2 separate regions of the Mus musculus genome follow, and region 2 is linked to region 1. A link is a contact called in public HiChIP or PLAC-seq data. All regions are on one chromosome and are shown on one strand. Each heading gives the region's core, a stretch centred on a gene start, on an enhancer-like site or on the middle of the called end of the contact. The rest is flanking DNA. Distances are from core to core; before and after follow the strand shown.

What was found. HiChIP or PLAC-seq counts read pairs in DNA pulled down with a chosen protein or histone mark.
Region 2: an H3K4me3 HiChIP or PLAC-seq map of bone marrow-derived macrophages shows a contact between it and region 1, with 4 times the contacts expected there. The contact joins two enhancer-like sites. A contact is called at or near these places in 1 of 39 promoter capture datasets (the 3T3-L1 cell line), 3 of 484 Hi-C or Micro-C datasets (the HL-1 cell line, myocytes and nephron progenitors) and 5 of 115 datasets of contacts at active chromatin or transcription factors (bone marrow-derived macrophages, embryonic limb bud, embryonic stem cells and 2 more).

What each region holds. Positions count from the first base shown.
Region 1 is chr17:10,332,213-10,337,705 of GRCm38.p6, reverse strand. No RefSeq gene overlaps it. Among named protein-coding and RNA genes, the nearest start is that of 1700110C19Rik, 10 kb to the right of the region's middle. RefSeq lists an enhancer at 532-4,143. Within about 2 kb of position 2,280, at least 204 of the 459 cell types and tissues checked have an H3K27ac peak or open chromatin away from gene starts, as enhancers often do. A contact at or near this core is called in bone marrow-derived macrophages, where this site is marked.
Region 2 is chr17:10,556,254-10,561,746 of GRCm38.p6, reverse strand. The region is part of intron 4 of Pacrg (PARK2 co-regulated); the gene reads left to right. Gm16168 (a long non-coding RNA gene) reads right to left here. Exons shown (of 3, transcript XR_003952273.1): 3 at 1-5,493. Among named protein-coding and RNA genes, the nearest start is that of Gm52294, 7.1 kb to the right of the region's middle. Within about 2 kb of position 2,791, at least 8 of the 459 cell types and tissues checked have an H3K27ac peak or open chromatin away from gene starts, as enhancers often do. A contact at or near this core is called in bone marrow-derived macrophages, where this site is marked.

The DNA of each region.
Region 1 (5,493 bases), core at 1,031-3,530:
TTCATGTTTAATACAGAGATAACAGATAAGCCAAACATACTGAGGTAAATAAATACTTAAAAATACTTCATGACACTTAAATAATATAATAAAATCCAAATCTTCCCCCTTTAACTTATTCCATGTAGAATAAAATTATTGTCTGTATTCATTCATAATTTATACAAAATTCCTAGAAGTGAGATTATAGCCCAAAGGCATACAGAATCCTGTATGTTGGCACTTAGCATCAAATTGCCTGCAGAAATCTTTCAGTTCAAAAAGCCTCATTTTGTGCATTAGAATGCTCACATCCCCTTCTTCCTAATGTGAACAATGTGTTTAGAATAGGCCTTGCGATTTTATGGGTAGTAACAGTTTCTGTGATTGTGTAATTTTCCTGGACAAACGTGTACCCTCCATGTTCACATGTTCATCCCTAGCTCCCTCTGCCCCATCAGAAAACGTCACTCTTTCCCGACCCCTAAGGTTATATCTGAGCTTTCATGGAACCTCATTCTAGCACATTCTAGGATGTTCTACTCAAGGATAATAGAACAGGGGCCTGACCTTCCTTCTTCTGTGAATCTTACACTTTAAAATACAGCCCCTCCTACCACCTATTCCCATATAGGTTATTTTAATATACCACTTTTAAGGTGAAGTTAATTGGTGACATCGTTCCAGAAGAATAGACACATTTCTTAAAGGCTCATAATTTACAGGAAACCAAGTTATGGTGGCACAGCCAGGATTTTAGCACTGGGAAGGCAAAGGCAGGAGGTTGGTTACGAGTTCCAAGTCAGTCAAAGGTACCTTAGGAAGAAGACAGCGTGCTCAGAACAAGCCAGTAAGCAGATCGGCAAACTCGTCAAAACGCCAGCCAAAATAAAAAAACACACAAAAACTTGGGATGAATTGTATGCGCTCTGCTCACTGGTTCTAAAAGCACACTTCGAGTCAGTGGGGAGCTAGCTCTCTGGAGTCCTTTGCAGATCCTAGCAAGGCCAACTGGAAAGATCACCGGAGTAGAAGCCACAACGATAGACAACCACAAAGTAGTCGTGTTTACAAACTCAGTCCTATCACCTCACAAAATGGCGACAGAATCTGTACATTCTTTTGATCAAAGCTACGCAATGCTCACTGAAAACATTTACTAAATATTCCTACTAACTCGCACTTTTCCACGAAATGCCCTGGTGCAGAAGCACAAGAAATTCAGTCTTTCTCCTGTGCGGAATGTTTAGGAATCACATAGTCAGGTCTGGGTGACAGGGCAGGGTGGGATCCTGGGGACATGTTTTGAATCTTCCAACATGAAGTCTTAGCTCTCTACAACTGACTTACAGGCTGTCACGGAGCTGCGCAGAGCTTCTAGTGTGTTCAAAAGGAAGCTAGGGCTCAGTTTCTGCTTTGCCTCCCTTTGGCAGAGCTAAAGTTTGGGCCATGACCAGGCCTGAGGTAGGATTTCCTAGTTTTTTTTTTTTTTTTAGCATCCTAGGAAGATAGATGAGCGGAGCCAAGGTTACTTGTTTCTTGCATCCGGAACGAGTGTTTTAAAGTAACAAAACCTTAATCTTTTTGGATATTGAGACCTACAAAGGAAAATAATCAGCATTGTATGGATGACTTCAATAGACTAGCTGCCTGCAGACTCCCCCGCCTGGGAGTGACATTGAGGGAGCCCTCAGATCTCGGTGTCTGGAGACGCGAGCCAATGGGGGCTAGGCAGACGATTCTTTCTGGTGCTTGATGTTCCGGACATTCCGACGTCCCCGGTTCATTTCCAATGTATGAATACATCACTCTTTCTATTAAGATACCACGAAGACCACCTGTTACTACAGGTGATTTACATTCCAAGCTAGAATTATAGATTCCTTTATGCAAACATATTTAGGGAGAGTTCACTTTAAGACGGAATTTAGCTCCCTAATGAAAACAGCGCATAAAGGACCCTAACAGCTTCTGCGAGAGGTCCAGACTCTTAACTGGAGAAAGTGGGGCTTAAAAGAAAATGCGGGTAGGTTCTTTGTCTCCTAGGAAACTCATTTCCGACTTGGGAATCGGGCGAGTTACTCCCCTGCCTCACGCACATTCCTACCCGCTCCAGAGCGCTCCAGCGGGCAAAGATGGAACTCTGTTCTTTCTTTTGTGTAGCCCGACCGTTTGTTTCTCTCCTGACAACAGCTTCTCCTCCCTTCATCCTCCCCGCTTTCTTCCGGGCCTGGGAACTGCGAGGCCAGGAGCTGTGTGGCCGTCCCTTTGCCGGGTTTCGGGTCCCTGTGCGCAGGCACGCATTCATTAGCGCCACAAGAGCACCAGAGTCCCGGACACCTCATAAATATTTAGAGGTTCCCACCACCTTCCAGAGAGCCAGGGGGAGAAAGAGAATTTAGTGTGGAGTTGGTCAGGGTAATATGCATGTGAATCAGAAGTGGGGACAAAGGATGAAAGGTGCTGGAAACTCCAACAAACCCGTGATCCCCGGGGGTCATTCTGCCTGTTCCTGCCCACACTATCCCGGGCCGGCCTTCTTCCTGCGCATGAGCGGACTGAGCCTGTTTCCGAAGACTGTTGGCAAAGGATGTGTGCTCTTTGTTCTGTCCCGCTCTTTCTTAACAGACAGGTTTGCTTTGCCCTCTCCACTGCGCTGGCGGCTGCCTTCTCCTTTGCCACCCACAGAAGTGAGGCATGAAGATCTAGGGGTCTACACTAATACGTAAGGCAAGAAAAGGGAACAGAATGTGGCTGTGTCGGGGAAAACGTGCGCAAAATCAGCCTGTGGGTTAGACACAATACATCGACACTCACTATGGAAGGTTGAAAAACTTCCATAAATGTTCTGTGCACAGAACCCAGAATCCCAAGAGAAAGTCTGCACGCAAACAGCTACCTTGACACCCACACACCCTATGAAGCTTTTAAAAACTATTTTTAAACACTCCTCCTGGCTTTTATTTTGGGAGGTCTGGAGTGCACAGAGCAAGGGAGAGAGCAAAGGCTCAGAGCTCAAGAGAGGAAGCTAGAGCAGTCTTCCTTTCTTCCTAAAGCACTGTCTCACAGGAAGGATGACCAATGGCCTTAAAGCCTGGGAGTGAATACAGGGGCAGTAAAGGATGGATTGGCCAGGCTAGTTTTCATCAGAAAGGAAGAGGATGGCAACATGGAACTAAGCAGCTTTGGGACAAAGACTCCTCTGTGGAAAGGGGGTTGCTTTAACCAGGTAGGAATTTTAAGTCAAAGCCTTGTAATACCTAACAGTGGTTGAGATGAAACACATGGATTATAGGTCTTATGAAGCATCCTGCTTAGTTTGGGGTACACACTATACAGCAATGAGAGCCTGAATAGTTAGCAATAGAAAATAACTTACATCCTAGTTCACATTTTGGAAATACCTGGGATTGCAACTATGTTGCTTTGAACGAAAGTGTACAAATATTACTAGTTAAATCTTACTATTAGGAAACATCGGAGGAAATGTGCTAAATTTCATAAAAACTTCCAATTTGCCCCAGTTCACTACTTACTACAAGAAACCTTCAATCAGATAGAAGCTCACTGAAAATTAAAAGGAATCTGGACAAAGCTGGTAAACTGGTACCTTGCCCTTATAAGCTGGTGAAAACTAGCTCCAATCACCTTAAGGCAGGAGGAAGTTTATGGATCAGGGTGACAGAAATGTGAATCAACCGTAATGAGCTCAAGAGCCCCAACAAGCCACAGGGAAATGCTCTCTTCAGCTCTGCTTTTTCCTGACTTCTTCAGCAAGCCCCTCACCGAGCTACCAGGATTCCTGAAGCATCTTTATCTTCAGCCAGTAATCTGCCTAAACAAGGGGCCCTGTTTTCTGCTGACAGCTTCAGCAGCACTTGCCACTCTTGCTTTGGGTCAAGTAGTAGCTATCCTTGAACCAGTTACTGGGACCAACATTGTGTGTCCCTCCACTCATCGTGGACTGCCTGCTCAACTTGGTGACTGTGGCAATCCATTTCTCTGAGAGGGGAGAGGGAAGTACCTCTTCTTACAGGAAGGTAAAGGACAGGGCGCCTACTGGACAGGTACCACCAGTGACATCACTCACATTCCACGATTCAGTACTGGCCCTTTCTCCAGCGCAGGGTCTATCTGTGGCCTGCCAAGCGCATGTTGGTGAAAATACAACACAACCTTATCTGGGCTACGGGATCGTGGCAAGGGAAAGCTCTCGAGAATGGCCTTTGCCCATGCTTTCATTGTGGGACCTGTGTGGCTCCTACCCAGCTGGCTTGAATCAGTCAGGCAATGATGGAGAGCAGAAAAAAAAAAAAAGGATATTTGCAGGCCAGGCCTAGAAGGGGTGCAACCAGTTATATCCTGTTGACCGGAAATCATCACATGGTCACACCTAGTCTTTGGGTAAGTGTGAAAGGGAGGTTTTGTGTGCAGGATGAAAGGGAAATAACGTTTAATAAACTACCACCAATCTTTATCTCATGACTGTTGTGCAAGTGGGTTTGAAATCATGGGTGCACACTGCTGCTCCGTCCAAGCCGTAACTACACTCCTACTGTGATGGTTCCCATAGACTAACTCGAAGTATGCACTACCCCACATCCACACGTGGGGATCCACGCATGAATGCAGCAAGCAGCATCCCCATGGGAAGAGGGATAAACAGTCACAGAGAGGCCAATTACTTGTACTGGGTTGCAAAGCTAGAAATCGGTGGAGCCATGATCTCACAGAAGATGAGCTAGGTGGAGTTGCTCTTGGAGACAATAAGAGAAGTGTTTTTGAGGGAATAGGAGGTGCCACGCTTTGAAAGAGCACTCAGCCAGGGGAAGACATAGAAAAGTGCATCTTACTTCATACATGGTGTCCCAGAGGAAGGCTCATCTGGAGATGCAGCTTAAAATTGAGATGTGCCGGGTGGTGGTGGCGCACGCCTTTAATCCCAGCACTTGGAAGGCAGAGACAGGTGGATTTCTGAGTTTGAGGCCAGCCTAGTTTACAAGGTGAGTTCCAGGACAGCCAAGGCTATACAGAGAAACCCTTTCTCGAAAAAAAAAACCAAAACCAAAACCAAAACAAACAAAACAAAACAAAACAAAAACCCCAAATAAAATAAAATAAAATAAAATTGAGATGTACATGATGTACATAACCATATTCAGCAGGCTCTGGAGGGTCTTTTCCCATGGCACCTGACAGCCTATGGAGACAACCTGCATGGATGACATTTAGGTAGTTGGTGAGGTAGCCATGTGCTACCACTAAGGGCTTGCCTTGTCTCCTTGGCAGGATCTCCTTTCCTTCACTTGTGAGAGACAACTCCCTCTGGTCCCCTGTTTACCTCAGGTCAGCAATTTTAGAAGCTTTCTTTGCATAACAATTCTCTGCTCTTGTTCACAGGTGGAGCTAGCTGCTGCCACTCAGTGTCCCCAAAAGTCACCAAACAGGCCAGACTTGGTGGTGAATGCCTTTAATCCTGAGCACTGGACGTTTAGGCTGGCTGATCTCTGCGAC
Region 2 (5,493 bases), core at 1,542-4,041, 220 kb before region 1:
ATTCCTTTAGAAAATTCAATGACTCAATTTATTTAGCTCACAAAAAGGCCCAACCAAATAAAAAGTGCTTTAAGTTTGGAAAGTTTAAAAAGTGGCCATTAATATATAGTCAAGTGGTCTGCCATTAGTGCTCTGGTGCCCACTGGTTCACTAAAGGGCCCCTGAGAAGATGGGGAATCCTACAGGCAGTAAGATACTTGAGGTACTGTAGGAATATAAACTTTCTTTTCTTTCCCGAGACCATGAATTAATACATACAGTATGTGATTGAGCCCTGTGATCTGTATATAGATCCATTAAGAAAAACCTCAAAATTTTTCTTTAGACACCAATGGTAAACCAGCCAAACAAAAGCAACCTAGGGAGAAAAAGGTTATTTTGGCTTACAGTTTGTTCTAGTTACTTTTCTTTTGCTGCAATAAAACATCAGAACAAAGCAACTTTTTTTTTTTAAAGCATTTACTTGATCCTTCGGTTCTAGCTCCTGGGGGTTGGAGTCCATGCTGGTGGAACAGAGCAAAGGCATGACAGCAGGAATGGCTGAGTCCCCATCTCAAACCAGGAGCAGAGGCAGAGAGCACACTGGGAATGCCACAAATCTTTGGAAACCGTAAAGCCTATCCCCAGTGATACACCTTCTCCAACGAGGTCATATTTCCTAGTCTCAACAAACAGTTCCACCAACTAGGGACCAAGTATTCAAACTGGAAGCCTATGGTGGCCATCTTCATACAAGCCCCCATGGGCGGCCTAGTTCTAGTTTATCACAGAGGGGAAGCTACAGCAACAAAAACTGGAGGGAGCTGGCCACTCTCCATCCTCAGTCAGAAGCAACAGATTCTCGTACAGGCTTGTGCTCAGCTTGCTTTCTCCATGCTCACACAACTCAGGATGCCCACATTAGGGGATGGTTCCACCCACAGTGGTCAGGTCTTCACACCTCAATAACTATAGTCTAGATAATCCCTCATAAACATTCTCAAAGACTCAGGTTATGCTAGTCTGTGTCAAGCTGACAGTTAAAACTAACACTGCATACAAATTATTTTTGAGTTGATTATTTCTTCTTTGTTTTCTAATGATGTAAACCCAAAGGAATCATTCTACCAACCACACATACAGGGTAGATAGTCCTCTGTTTTAAATTCATAAGGAGATTATTGGTTTGCTAATTTGTCTCTATTGGTTTTGTTGTTGCTGTTGTTGCTGTTGCTGTTGTGGTTGTGGTTGTTGTTAACAGTGACAGACATTCATTTGTGTTTTTTCTACACTAGATTCTGAGGTTAACTCTTTTCATGAATCATCTCATTTAATCCTTAAACCCAGGAGAGAGAAAGTATTCTTCATCCAATTTAACAGATGAGCAAATGAATGCAGGGAGATTAAGTAATTTGCACATTGACAATCAGTTCATAAAAGGGCCCTGATGGCATTATTCAAATGGAGAGAGAAATAAACAGTGATAACTTCCATGGTTTTCCCATCTCATGAATACCCAGCCTCTTCACTGCACCTAATTAGGTGTCTCATTACCGTGTATTAGACAATTGTTCGGATAAACCGATTTCCTTCTTCCAGTGTTTAAACCAGCATGTCCAACTGACAGTGCTGCTGGACTTGTAGCTTTCCCACAGTTGCTGTTGTTTAATCCTTGTTATTCTTTTTATAAGTTTGAGATGATTCAGAGCAATTACAAGAAAAAGCACTTTAGAGAGAAGAGTCGACAAGGCTTAAGCAGGGAGAGACAAGACATGAACTAATTGGCAGAGATTAGTTAGTTGCTCACAATGATCAGGGAAAAAAAAGCAGGAAGCAGGGTGATGGCTGTCTGAGGGGGTAGGGGAAAGACTCAGTGGTTACATGAACAAGCATGTGGACCTGAGTTAGATCCTTACACACAGAGAGAAGATGGGTGTGACCTTGTGCATGCCCTTCATCTCAACACTGCTGGTGGACAGAGATAGAAGGATTACTGGAGTTTGCTGGCCACCAGCTTAGCTCCAGTTTCAGTGACAGACTCCATCTGGAGGTAACATGACAGAGAGTGATGGAGCAGCAACCTTGGTGGCCTCTTCTGACTCCTCCATGTGCGTACATGGACATGTATGTTCCCAACAATGTGCATGCATCATACACACACCTACATAAGAAAAGAAAAAGAATTAGCATTCAGTATCATTAAGTACGACCTAGCTTTTAATACACATGTGTGGCATTGAGCTTAGGTGGAAACGAGGCTCAGATTCAGCATTTAGGCAGTAGTGTGGATTTTTTCAGTGCTTTAGACAGGATCTCCTCTGAATACATAGTATATGCAACACAGTTAATAGAGCATGCCTAGAGTTTTGTCGAGTTAATAAATCTGATCCCAAATGCCCTTGCACATCATGATGTGGGCATCTTCCTGTAAGGTTCTCAAGACCAGAGCTGTCCCTGTGCAGCAGTCTGTCCTTTGTGTAAACACAGTTTTGCTGACTGTGTTTCTAAATGGAAGTGCTCACCATCAGCAAGACTTAACTAGGGACGATTCAGGAGAACTGCAAGAAACCCACTTTGGAGAGAGTTTACAAAGTCTGCCCACTGGAAGATGGGAATGAATTGTAACTTTTGGAAATTAAAAACAAAACAAAACAGCAAACAATAGCACAAGTATAGGTTTACTTTTTTTAGGTTTTGGAAAGATTAATTGCTGGAAAAAAAAAAAAAAAAACGGAGTTCTGTCTGAACTCATTACATCACAGGGAACGTTTCAGGCTGACTCCGTCTTGTGGAAGCGAAGTGCAAGCCCCTGCAGTTACGCTGTAACCACGTTTGCAATATCAGTGTCATGCTCGCAGGGTAGCATTTCACAGCCCTTGTTATTTTCTGGCTCTCACAGTCTCTTTCCTTCCTCTTTTTAAATGTCCCCAAGCCTCAGAAGGATGATACAGATGGCCTGTTAGGGCTCAGCATTGAGACAGCACTGACTCTCAGCACCCAGGTCAGCCAGGAATCTGCATCTACAGCAGCTCATAGCAAAAAGAAACCTCTCTGCTCGGGGCTTAGAATAGCATCTGCCTCTGGGGATAATCATAACTATTTGAAAGACAGTGTTGTCCCTAAACAACAGTGCTGAGTTTCTGTCTCGGGCCTAAGGGTTTGGGGTTGGGTTTATAGTGCCAGATGTGAGTTTCCTCTTGTGGAGTCCTCCTTAGGTTGAAGCAGAGTAGTTGGTTACCTCCATAAGCATTATGCCACTATGGTACACATGGGCACACCTTACCTAGCAGGTTGGTGTTATAGTTGGCAGAGTTCACAGCTGAGTAAAGCCAGCTTTCCCCTCTCCAATAGCCTGCATATCCCCTTTCACCACTGTGAAAGCCAAAGCGCGGGGCAGAAGCTTCCAGCTCAACCCCAGTTTAATTTCCTGTACATTCCCATAAAGAGATCTTATCCTTCACTCAAGATTTCTTACTGAACTTGATACTCACTTATTGGCTTGGCTGGCTGTCCCGTGAGCTCAAGGAGTCACATATAGAGTGTACACACACACACACACACACACACACACACACACCACAGGGGTTATAGATGCAAACATGAGTGTGGGTTTGCATGTTTGTATGGCTGGCACTTTGCCCACTGATCCAACTCCTTGTTACCTCTAGCTGTTATCATTATATCCTGGAATATATAGGAATTGTGCTCATCTCAAAATGTGTAAATATTAATAGTTGTTGGTAGCTTTCTATTTTCTGAATTTTGGTTCAGTACAAGTGACACTGTCTGAGGCCAAAGCTGTCCATACAAATTAAGTAAATGTAGGTCTGCTGTCTCTACAGGATAGAATGTTAGATCACTGCTCTGGCCTGAAAGCAAAATATCACCTTAACAGAGCACTGTCAACACATCCCTGGGCTTGCTGACATCTTGATTATTTCCTATCCTTTTTCTGAGTATCATTTTATTGGACAGGGAATAGCCCAACTGACTGGATTCAGTGTCATGTCTCATAACGCCAAAGAAAATCTTGGATTATTTGTAAGAGTGCTTTACCAGCCAACTTTTAAAAAAGAATGCAATGGAGTAATCTTTCAATATTCTCTTCCCCTTGCACCTCAAAATTCAATCACGTTCCTGTCTCAATACTTTTTCATTTACAACTTTATTTACACACACACACACACACACACACACACACACACACCACACACACAGCACACACACACACATAGCACACATGCCCAAGCATGCGCACACACACCTTCTCCATTTCTGATGCTTGCTAATCCACCTCATCTGGGACAGTCAATTCCTTTTTTTCCCCACAGCAGCAGAAATCAGAATTGCTGTCCCAGTCCCAGTCTTAGAGGGGAAAACCTCCGGCTCCTCTAAGAACTTGCAGAACAAAATAATTGTATAATATTCTGTGGCTTTCTGGTCTTCCATTTTAAGAGGTTAAAATCTTTTATGGTTGCCTGATATTTTAGTTTTAATTTTCAGTGATTTAAAAGCTTAGATCCTATGTGCTTGGGACAAATGGCATCATAGTAGTAGAAATGGTCAACCTACCAACTGAACTTTTCGAGGTAAACACATCAACATTTCTGGAGTTTAGGTGTTTGTTTGTTTGTTTTTAATCTTTAAAATTTCTTCTCTTGGCTAACTAACAGTTTGAGTGCATACTTCCCTGGGTTCTGTGAAGCCCATTCATGAGAAAGTGCTTGGATAAGGGAGCACAGTGAAATCTGAAAGTTGGGCCCAACATAGAAAGTCAAGTGCACAATCCGATGCCTAGGAAGAAATGAAACATAACGTGCCAGATCGCTCCGAGGGGATTTCTGGGTCGTGGAGCTGAAGGCTTTAAGGCCTGTGGGAGCCTGGGAAGAACTGGCCCTAAGCATTTGCTACAGATGGACCTGTTCCCCTTCTTCTGACACAGGTTTCACAGCAAAGCTTTCCTTCACTCCGTCCTTCTTTGTTCCCTGCATTTCATTGGGCACCAAGCATCATGTAGAGTACCAAGTGTTGACCATTGACTGGAACAAACATTTGATTACATGTGTGGTGTCTCAGTTGGTGGTGTCCATAATGACAGTGATGGTGATGGTGGGTGCTCATCTATACTGTATAGCATTTATACCCAGGGAAGCCTTGACCTGGGCTGGAGAGGACAGCTGAATCTTGTGGACATGCATTGATCTTACCTGAGACTCCTAGTAATCACACTGTTGTCCTCACTGATGGTTCCTTATTTGCCAGTCATGCCAGGTGAGCTGGGCAGACCAGAGCGGAGCCTGTAAAACCTTACACTTACACCTATTCCTTACAAGAGTAACTGAGGTACTGAGGCAGCCTGGGAATGGTCAGCTGGTAAACAGGCCCTCAGATGTGTTGCATAAGCGAGACAATGACTTTGGAGGACCAGGCTACAGCCTGTGAGAGGTCATACAAGTAGCCAGCAGAATTGAACGTAGTTGTACCTCTGTGCTTCCGTGGCTTTTGTAAACATAA